Regions from separate parts of the Drosophila melanogaster genome. Here region 2 is linked to region 1. The links are chromatin contacts, called in public Hi-C maps. All regions are on one chromosome and are shown on one strand. The core of a region is the stretch at or near the end of the contact, and the rest is flanking DNA. Distances in the headings are between cores, read along the strand shown. Region 1 holds the start of CG42354. Region 2 holds the start of disco (disconnected).

What was found. A called contact is a pair of places that touch in the nucleus more often than the background predicts.
Region 2: a contact with region 1 is called in a Hi-C map of the Kc167 cell line, with 4 times the contacts expected there. The contact joins the promoter of disco here to the promoter of CG42354 in region 1. A contact is called at or near these places in 21 of 107 Hi-C or Micro-C datasets (the D17-c3 cell line, the Kc167 cell line, the ML-DmBG3-c2 cell line and 10 more).

Annotation. Positions count from the first base shown.
Region 1 is chrX:16,102,823-16,107,742 of dm6, reverse strand. CG42354 reads left to right here and starts at 2,797. Exons shown (of 6, transcript NM_001144730.3): 1 at 2,797-2,939; 2 at 4,690-4,920. CG42353 reads left to right here and starts at 2,797. Exons shown (of 5, transcript NM_167485.4): 1 at 2,797-2,939.
Region 2 is chrX:16,214,604-16,219,523 of dm6, reverse strand. disco (disconnected) reads left to right here and starts at 2,774. Exons shown (of 2, transcript NM_078638.4): 1 at 2,774-3,273.

The DNA of each region.
Region 1 (4,920 bases), core at 1,548-4,047:
CATTAAAATAATAAGTTGTGGTTAGGAGATGTTAACCCGCAACCAAACGCAATTAGAAGGACACTTGGATAATTCAGGTAGCTTCTTTGTGTCCACATATGGGTAGCCAAATGCGAAATGCAAAATGCAAAATGCAAAATGCGAACTGCATGCATGAGGCTCGGGACAACACAACATCAATTTCCTGTTAATGTCCATATTATGAATCGGGGGTACAAAGCAACAGCAGCAGCAGCAGCAGCATCATCATCACAGCAAAGCAAATTTAATTGAGCCCAATGCAAATTATGGTGAAGAGAATTTTCCCACAGATCGCCAAAGGTTTTAACGATACTTTTTCACTGCCTCTTTTTGACGTAATGAGCCTTAAAGTCAAACGTAGACCTGACAGCTCCAATGGCTTAAACGTAGCACAGAAGCTGCAACTAACCACAAATCACAGTAACTCCATTGCATGGGCTCGGTTTTGGTTTTGGTTTGGTCTTGGGTTTGGGTTTGGGTTTGGGTTTTGGTTTCGGTTTTGGCTTTGGCCATGGCTCTCAGTTTTGAGATTCGGGACCAGCAAGATTGCGTTTTGGCTCAGACTTTAGCTGGGAACTGAAACTCCTAACTGGGAGAATATGGGAAGTCGACGCAACGCATAATCATTATCACTTAAATTGGGGGCCCACCTAAATTGGTCGGCCGGCCATACGATGCGATGCCATGCGATGCGATGCGATGCGATGCGATGCGATGCGATCCGATACCAATATGTAAGCATATCCATGGAGCATCCATGGTGAGGCCAACCCCAAGACCAATTATGTGGGTAAAGCCAAAGTCAAAGTCGCTGCTAATACCAAAGCTAAAGCCAAAGACGAAAAACGAAAATTTCCGTCTTGTGAAATAAAAAAGTATATGCATATGCATATGAGGCTGATGCGAAATCCCGGCACCTAAAACACCACAAACCAGACAACAGTCCATCCAGTGCAGTGCAGTTCAGTTCAGTTCAGTTCAGTCCATTCCATTCGCCATCGAAATCGCCCAATTCGAGTACCGTAACCGAACCCCCGAATTAAGCGCACCATGGAATTGTTAAACTCTATGCGACCATCGATTGATTGGCCGACTAAATCCTGAAACCATCATTACGCGCAGATTGCCAGTTAAGCGAACGGAGGCCATGCCCTTGGCATTGTCCACGGATCTGCAAAAGGGGGCATGCCCGCAAAATCGCCTTTTGAAACAGTTCTCACACTAATCCAAAGGAGAGAGGATGGCTCGAGGAGAAGCTCTGTTTTGCTCTGTAAATGGCATGGTACATAATTGCTTAATATCGGTGTCATAAATAGAAAAGCATATTAAGTATAAAGTACAAAAACAACCAAAGTATAGTTGAAAGTTAGTGAATTGGAATTGTAATGGAATTGATACATAGTGATTTAAGATTAAAATTAAATGATTTTTTAAGAACTCAAAACTTAATTCATAAGCCAACTAACAACTAACCAAACAATTGCGATTAGTTATGCCGATTTCAAGTAAATTTTGCTGGTTTCATTTTTTACTTGTAAGGCAAATTGTGAAATAGTGTAGTTAGTTTACTTATTTGTCTGCATAAACTACAGATAAACATAATCAATTTTATTTCGTTTTTCAGTTTGATTAGCCCTAGCTTTATCTAGCGATCACTATTTATTTTATTGTTATTACTGAAAAATAGCACAACGCTAGTCAACCCTAAAAATATAGTAACTACACAAAAAATTTATTTTGTGTAACATACTTTTTTACGTCTGTTTTGAATAAACACCAACAGATGGCGGTAGTTTAGTCTCCAAAAATAGCTACTACGCGCGCTTTTGCAGAACTTGCACTATCCGCTGGATGGCGCTTCACATATTTCTATAATTTCTTACGAGCGTTGCCATATCCACTGATTTTGCTTAAACAATAAGTTTTAGCCGTAACAAACCTACATTGCGGAAATACAATATTTGTAGAAAGTCTCATGTAGCCTTAAAAGAAGTGGTTCCAAATGGGTTCGAAACGCTTAATTGAATATGTAACATTTTACAAAAAAATGTTATCTAAATTTATTTTAAGGCACATGGCAAAAAAAACCGATATTAAGGCTAACGATTTTAAGGTGTGATATTTTTTAAATTGACGTGTTTTCAGTATATTTTGTTAAATTACCATTATTTCCATTCAGCACATACTAAACATTCTTTTAAATTTATTTTTTTAAGAGCCAAATAATTTCATTTCTTACTTTTAATAAATTTCATAATTTGAATTCTCAGCATTCTTATTCCATGCTGCTGGCAACATCATAGGTCGAACTTGTGGCAACGCCTTAAAATATCCTTACTTGAAAAAATAGAACCAAAATAAGCAACACGTTAAGAAATCTCCTGTATAATTTTGTATACCCATTATTTGAAAGTTGGCAAGTATATTTTTGGTTCGTCGACAAGGACCATTGCAGTGGCTTGTTAAGAACAAATTGTTATTTATACATCCTACGTTATAAACATTTAATTTAAAAACATTTCTTTAGCCATAAGAATATACGAAATTAAAACAATCTTCTGATTCAATTAATATGATAAGATATATGCCAATTTCACCCGTTTCTTTCGGTGTAGGCCAGGTCAGCCGGAAATCTTAACTTAAGCCAGAACGAAATCTCGCCAGTCCGGTAGCGCTGCAGATACAATGAATACAAATACAACGCTTTAAGAGAAGCCTATGTTATTAAAAGTGGATCGTATTGTGGATTCCATTTGCCGCAAAAAAAATCGTTGCTGTCGCAGTCAACTTTGAAATCTTGTGGTGAGCGGACGTGTTATTTTTTTGTTTGGTTTTCCCGTTCCCGAACGCCGGAGTACTTTTTGTTGTTAAGTGCGCGTCGTCGTACCGCCGCTATTCTATTGTTCACGTTTGTTTAGGTAATTGTCGTTAAATAAAGTCAAATACAATCACACCGTATATACGGATAGTATCTGTATATTGGCCCTGTATGTCTAACCGCCTTTGCATCTGTGTGTTATATTTACTTTACCATCAAGTACGACAAAATATTCGACTGTTTTTCATTTATTTTTTTTTCGGGCTTTTTGGCTTTGTAACACACATTGTACCACCGATGTACGGCGAAATTAATAATACTCAAAACAGAGAAACATAAAAACAGTGGTGGTTCGTTGGTTCGGTGGGGGAGGGGTTTTTGGGGATCTCAACCACCGCCGATTGTTTATAGTGGTTGTGTGTGTGAACGAACGTTAGTGCGAGTGTGTGTATCTGTATGATTTTGTATCTTTTTGTTGTTGTTGTTGTTGTTGTTTTTGTTTTTGTTGTATTCGTGAGTGAGTGCGGGTTAAAGCAAGAGTTTGTGAAAAAAAAAAAACGAAATAACGTTGGGGGTTTTCTTCAAGACCAACTGGGATCTGGGATATTCTTATTGGCATCCGTCAGTTACTGCGCGGTGAATGAACTCCAATCCGAACTCACACTTTGGCCGTCTAGCTGCCAAACCAACGGAAAAAACGAGGCGCACTAAGCATTAAACGTAAAAAAGAAATATATGTAAAAAATAACAAAAAAAAATGAAGGAAATAACCAAAGCAAGCACAAACTCAAACTCAACTAAAACCACAAAATGGTGGCTGAGACACACAATTATGGCTTATTTTCGAAATATTAACCCAACTGTGCGCAACGGCAATAGCAACAGCAAATAACCATAACAATGACGAAAGCAAAAAGGCAGAAAAAGCAAGAAAACCTAGGTCCAATCAGAAAAAAAAAAGCAAAAGCAAATGAGAGCAGCGGCTGCAGTTTAATGTCTTTCACAGTTGCCTTCAATACGGGCTCTTCCCAAATCGGAACGGACACTGATTCATTTTGGGAACACAAAATCCAAAATCTATTTGGAACGAGACTCCATGCGGAATTAGGGATGCAATTCCCAATTCCGTGGTGGTAAGGGTAAATTTATGCCATAAATCGATCCATGCTATGGACCGTAAAGGTACACTAAAAAAACACACAACAGCACACACACACACACACATTCGAATTTATAAGATTTGAGGAGGGTTGGGCTCTTTGGGATACAATATTTCAAAATAGTCATATTTTTCAGTAAAATGTTTGCTTGTTTTCACATGTTTTTTTTTTATTAAATACAACCATTTATTAACATTTTTCATAACCTACGCAGTGTACGATTTCGTTAACTTTTCGTGTGATTTGTTCAAGGGGTTATTTCGCTCTCAAGACATATGTACATACATACATTCATACATATCTACATATGTATTAAGTGGGTGCAGTTTTTCATACAAAATAATCTTGTTAGCGCCAGCGCATCCAAATTTCGCAAGTTCGAAACCCAATGCAGATGTGTTAAATATTTTGGCTTTGACGTGGTTTCTTTAAATGGCTTCTTGACTCTAGATACTGAATAGTCCTGCTTTCGGGGGGGAAAAAAAAGCCAACTGAATAAAATAATTATGAAGCACCATTTATGGTAAACCTAGAAACTTATACAACAATTTAAACACAATAATAACATATCAATTTCGCGGTCATTCCATTGCTAAATTCTATGCAAAAACTTACACTAACGTTTGTATGTACGTGTGTATTTGGCATAAATTAACAACGTGGAAAATTGTAATTTTTTTTTTCGAACAGTCTGACTGGGAAGGTCTCTGATTGGAGTCTCTCCATCCCCCTCTACCGTTCTGATTAGAATTCAAATTATTATAAGCGAGTACTGTGGCGAGTACACTTGCGCGTGTATTGGTGTGTTTGCTTAGATAATGGGTGCTATCTTATCAGAGGGCTTAATCTTTTGCAAGCTGAAGGCGAAAAAAAAATAATAATAATAAAAAAGCGATCGATGCGAAGCAGCTGCCCGGGGAA
Region 2 (4,920 bases), core at 1,525-4,024, 110 kb before region 1:
GTTTCGATTTTGGTGTTCGTGCACAAAGGGTGCCGTGCTATTCCCGTGTTAATAAAGAACTTTGTGCCCGATTCCGATTCAGTATCTTGTTCTTGACTTTAGCCCGGTGACAGTGGATCTGTGGGACTCTGAAGTCCCTGAATTTTGATTCCAGCGGCGACAGCAACGACAATCGACATAATAAGATAGCAATTATTTATCAAATCTGGCAGGGGGCCGAAATAAATCGAAAGAAACGAGCATTTATTTCTCCAAATTTTTGATTAATGAAACCATTTCGCTACACAATAGAAGAGAAAGGAAAAACGAAAGTGTTGACTAGCACTGTCCAACATGAAAAAAAAAAAAATGGGGGGGCGACATCGAGATGACCCCAGAGAAGATATTTCCATTCGTTCCAAACAATATTAAAAAAAAAACCTTCGAGGATTGACTTTTCACCTTCGAACTCACATCAATCAATTCACAAAGGCCAGTTGGCGGCGCCGAATTGAAAAGTGACACTCAGCAATGGGGAATCGATTATAAAGGCACTCCACACATTAATATTATCAGATATTATTCTCAAATCAAGCAATTTGAGGACACCTTGTTGAATAGAATCGAGGCAGCATAAAGGTTGCTGCACTTGTCACTTAAATTGATGGTACATTCTGTAAAAACTTCGTTGAAAAATGATTTTCACAACACATCTAATTATAATCATTAATTTTCACATCACATTTTAAAGTGGAATTATGGTGCTTTTAAGTTTCAGATAAATCTGTTTATCTGAAAGAATTATAGTTTGGGTTTGGAGGATTTATTCCCACCTTCAGATTAAAAATTGAAGTAAACATAGTTTTTAGGAAAACAACAGTGAATAAATTGTGTTATTTATATATTTAGAACAATTAATGTTTCTGCAAAGGTACTTGCGATTACGCGATTACGAAAGCTAAATAAGAAACAACTAATTGAATGAGTGATGCATTGTATTTGAGAAGCCTTAAAGCTTAAAGCTTTAGGTTAACAAGAAACTGATTTGGGTTTGGTTTATAAGTAGTAAGTAAACTTACTTGAATGAATTTTAGTTAGAACCTTATATACCATTTAAACGTATGGTATGATATGTAATACTTAAAGATATTGAATGTTAAGAGAGTGCTTTTTATTAAGTCCTGACCATTTCCTGGAAGTCCAACATTGATGCTAACGCCTTGTGGGTATGCAACATAATAATGCGGTCCTTATTGTTATATTTTTTTATGGTGATTAATGCAAATAGGATTTGTTCCGTACGGTTTTTTTTCGCTTTAAGAACTTTTCTCGGACACTTGTGTGGATAAATTGAAGAACAAATGTGGCCAAATATGTATGTGTGCTTTTGTATCCTTATGTGGGACATTCCGGCGTCTAGCAAATACATACATATACTGTGTGGGAGTGTGGGTGAGAATTATTTTAATTCGGCAATGAAAAGGACAATGAAACGACAAGGAGCTGTGTATATGTGTGTAGGTGCTGCTATCACATAAGGCACTTACATACCGAAGCTGTGCAATTTACATAAGTTATACATGCATACATATGTACATACATATATAGTGGTGGTGGGGGCGGTCATGGTGATAGGATCGTTGAGGGACTGCGGTAGGGGTGTGGGGTGGAAAGAGGAAGCAGCAGCGTCGCTTCTTTGTCACCAGTGCTCGAATTCCATTGGTGCTGTGTGGCGACAGGGAAAAAAAATCGAAGCGAATCGCCCCCATTGCCAAAGTGTCACCCATACACAGATACACCTATACAGCGACATTCGCACCCACACACACACCCATACAGATGCACAGCGCAATCGCAAAACAAAGAGAGCCGCTCAACGCGGCCATTCGTGCGGGTGCGATAGGGACGGCGAGAGGGCACAGCACCGAGTGGACAAGACATCAAATGACAAAAATTTCAAAAGAACCTTCGTGAAGAGAAGCAGAGAGGAGAAGCCCAAGACAAAAAGTGACGTCGCAGCAGCGACAAATTACGTACTGTGTACTGTATACTGTGGCCATTGCCATTTCACTCTCGTTGCTCTCTCCCTCTTGCGCTCTTGTGCTCCGGCTCCCTCTCTCTCGCTCTGTCACACTATAGTGCCCGGCCATGTACTCACACCATCGAACCCAAGGCACCCATACCAGCAAGCGGCGAGAGCGAGCGCTGCGTTCTCTTTGGCTGGCGGCAGTGCGTGTGAATGTGTGTGCCGCACTGACCACACACACACACGTCGCATGTCGCATGTGTCAACCCAACGAAACGGTTTCGTCCACTCAGACGACAGTGTGCGAGCGGGCGCGAGATAGCCGCACGAGCGTGCCAAGCCGCTCGCACGCACGGGACGGCGCTCTTTCGCGGCGTGAGTAAGAGAGTGGTGGCTACTCTTGCCTCGCACTGCTTTGCCGACTGGGCGAGCGGGATGGACTCAAGTGCGGGCGGATCTCTCGCTCGCACTCGGGCGAGTGCCTAATGACCCATCGACGACAATGTGACGAAGGCCAATTCCAATAGCGCGCTCTCTCACACTCTTCCAGGTGCAAGAGCGAAAGAGTGAAAGAGAGAGGGCGCAAGAGCGAGCGGGAGAGCGAGCGAGAGAGAGCCAAATGTCACCCACCCCGCGTGTGCGTGTGTGTTTGTGTCAGTCAGTCGGTGTGTCGGTGTCGGTGTCGCCGCATTTGTCGCTCGCTCTCTGCCCGCTGCGCTGCCGGCGTCGCAGTCGCCGCACAAATTCGTTGGTGAAACGACAAATCGACAATCAGTGTCACCCACGACATTCGAAGAAGTGGATCTCTGCTGTCCCTGCTCTCCGCACATCCGCATCTTCGTCGCTACTTCGTTTGCCACTCCGCATATTCACATATTCGCATCCGCATATTCGCGTCCAGTCCACTCTTCTCTCTGCCGCGCGACCCAGTGCATAAGTGTGCGTGCATACGAGCGTGTGTGTGTGTGTGTGTGTGTCATCGTCAACTGTGAACGACCAACTTTTTTAATATCTCAGCAAAATGCAACAAAAATAAATGCACCACGGGCATGAAAACAACAACAGCACACAGCTCCAACAGTGAATTCTACCATCTGAATTTATCAACTTTTTACGCAACAAAATATCAAAACAAAACAAAGCGAAAGAAACCCTTTTTTTAAATCTCAAACCTGTGACAAAGTGAGAAAATCTAAAACAAAAAAAAAAAACAGCAATAAACCAAAATACAATAAAATATCTACAACTCGCTGCTAAATTAGCAAAAGGTATGTATAGTTCGAGTAAAGTTGATTTGCCGTCGGCACTTCAAGCAAAGAATTCAAATTCAAGTGAAGTCATAGTGAATATTTTTCGAGATCAGAGGAGTATTTTCTAAAAAGAAATCCTGGTGCCATAAAAATATTACCCATTCAAGAATTGTGTTATGAAATAGGAACGCAACAATAGGATTCTTTTCGTGGTAAATAATGATCTTGTTAGGATCACATAGGCTGCTAGTGGCATTAATATGGTATTACCATTTTCATGGGATCTCTGGTGATGTGCTGCCATCTTTTACCTCTAGTCTATGGATTTTCTTATAATATCCTGACTTTGCTAAATTGAAAACAGCTTGTTAATCCAATGTTCGTAAACCCATTTTTGTCTATTTGCTGCGTGAGCTTCGACGACAAAAAAGTGATGTCTTCGGGGGAAACGCCAAATGTCAAAGTTGTAATTAAGATTTTTGTCTGCGGTTTTCGAGCTCTGTTTTTCTCGTTGATGTCCGGACCATCGGCGTTGTCATCTTTGGACCATCGCATGCCCCTTGCATGCCCCTTGTGCCCATCGACTCCTGCTTATTATAATGTACTACTATTAACAGCAACTACAACAGCAATTATAGCCGCCGGATTGCTCACATCTCGGCATCTTCCATCCCCAACTGCCACACACCGTACTCCACAGATCTTGGATCTACCATCTACCATCTAAAGCGTCTCCCAACTCTCGGAATTCTTCAATCTTGTCGTTTCTTGTCTTGGGTACTTTCAACATTTTGCTGCCTTTGCCACTGCCGATAATCAAAAAACGTTTCGTCCGAGAGCCATCAAAAGTTGTGATTGGTTTTTCCCCTACCCCCAGCTGCCCAACATCACCCCCCCTTTCACCATCGGTGGCTTAAGACATTTTAAGCGTTTGACAAAAATAATTACCCATGTACATGCATACTCACCTCGATCTGTCGACCGCGTGCACTGAGAGAAAATAGAGAGGTTGTTATTGTTTTCCGTTGCGCCTTATTGTGCTATGCAAGATTGTTATGATGCTTAGATCTTGAATTGTTTTATATTGAAATGTTAAAAGATCTATATTTTTTTTTGAGTTGAATCTCTTTTTTAAAAGATTCTTGGAAGATAAAAAGGTATAGGCACCTTCAACTCATATGATATAGTTAACTTATAATGATCTAGAAAATTATTGCAACATCTTTGGGTCATTCTCTATTTCTTGAATGGTAACAATATTTTCGGCACCTAGTCAGAAACTGATTACTTCCAAGTACCTGACAATTAAGTTTTTTTTCCCCCCTTTTTGCTCTTCTTTTTTTTTTCTTGCGCTTTCGCATTTTCGCCGTGTGTACATACACTCATTTTAATGCTATTGTTGTCATCGTTACTAATGAGCCCCATAAAAAGCGACCATCTCCTGGCTTCCTGCAACTGTGTGCGTGTTACCTGTATGCCTGTATGTGTGAGCCATAGTCGTATGTGGTTTTCGGCTTAACTTTTTAGCTGGCATTGGGCAAGCGAATGCGAATGTGTGTTCGACTTTTGAGATCGAATCCAGATAGCCAGCCACGACATCGCACACACGATCATCACCATCGTCATCCGCATCTCACCGCAATTGTCCCCAGTTTTGTGACGCCC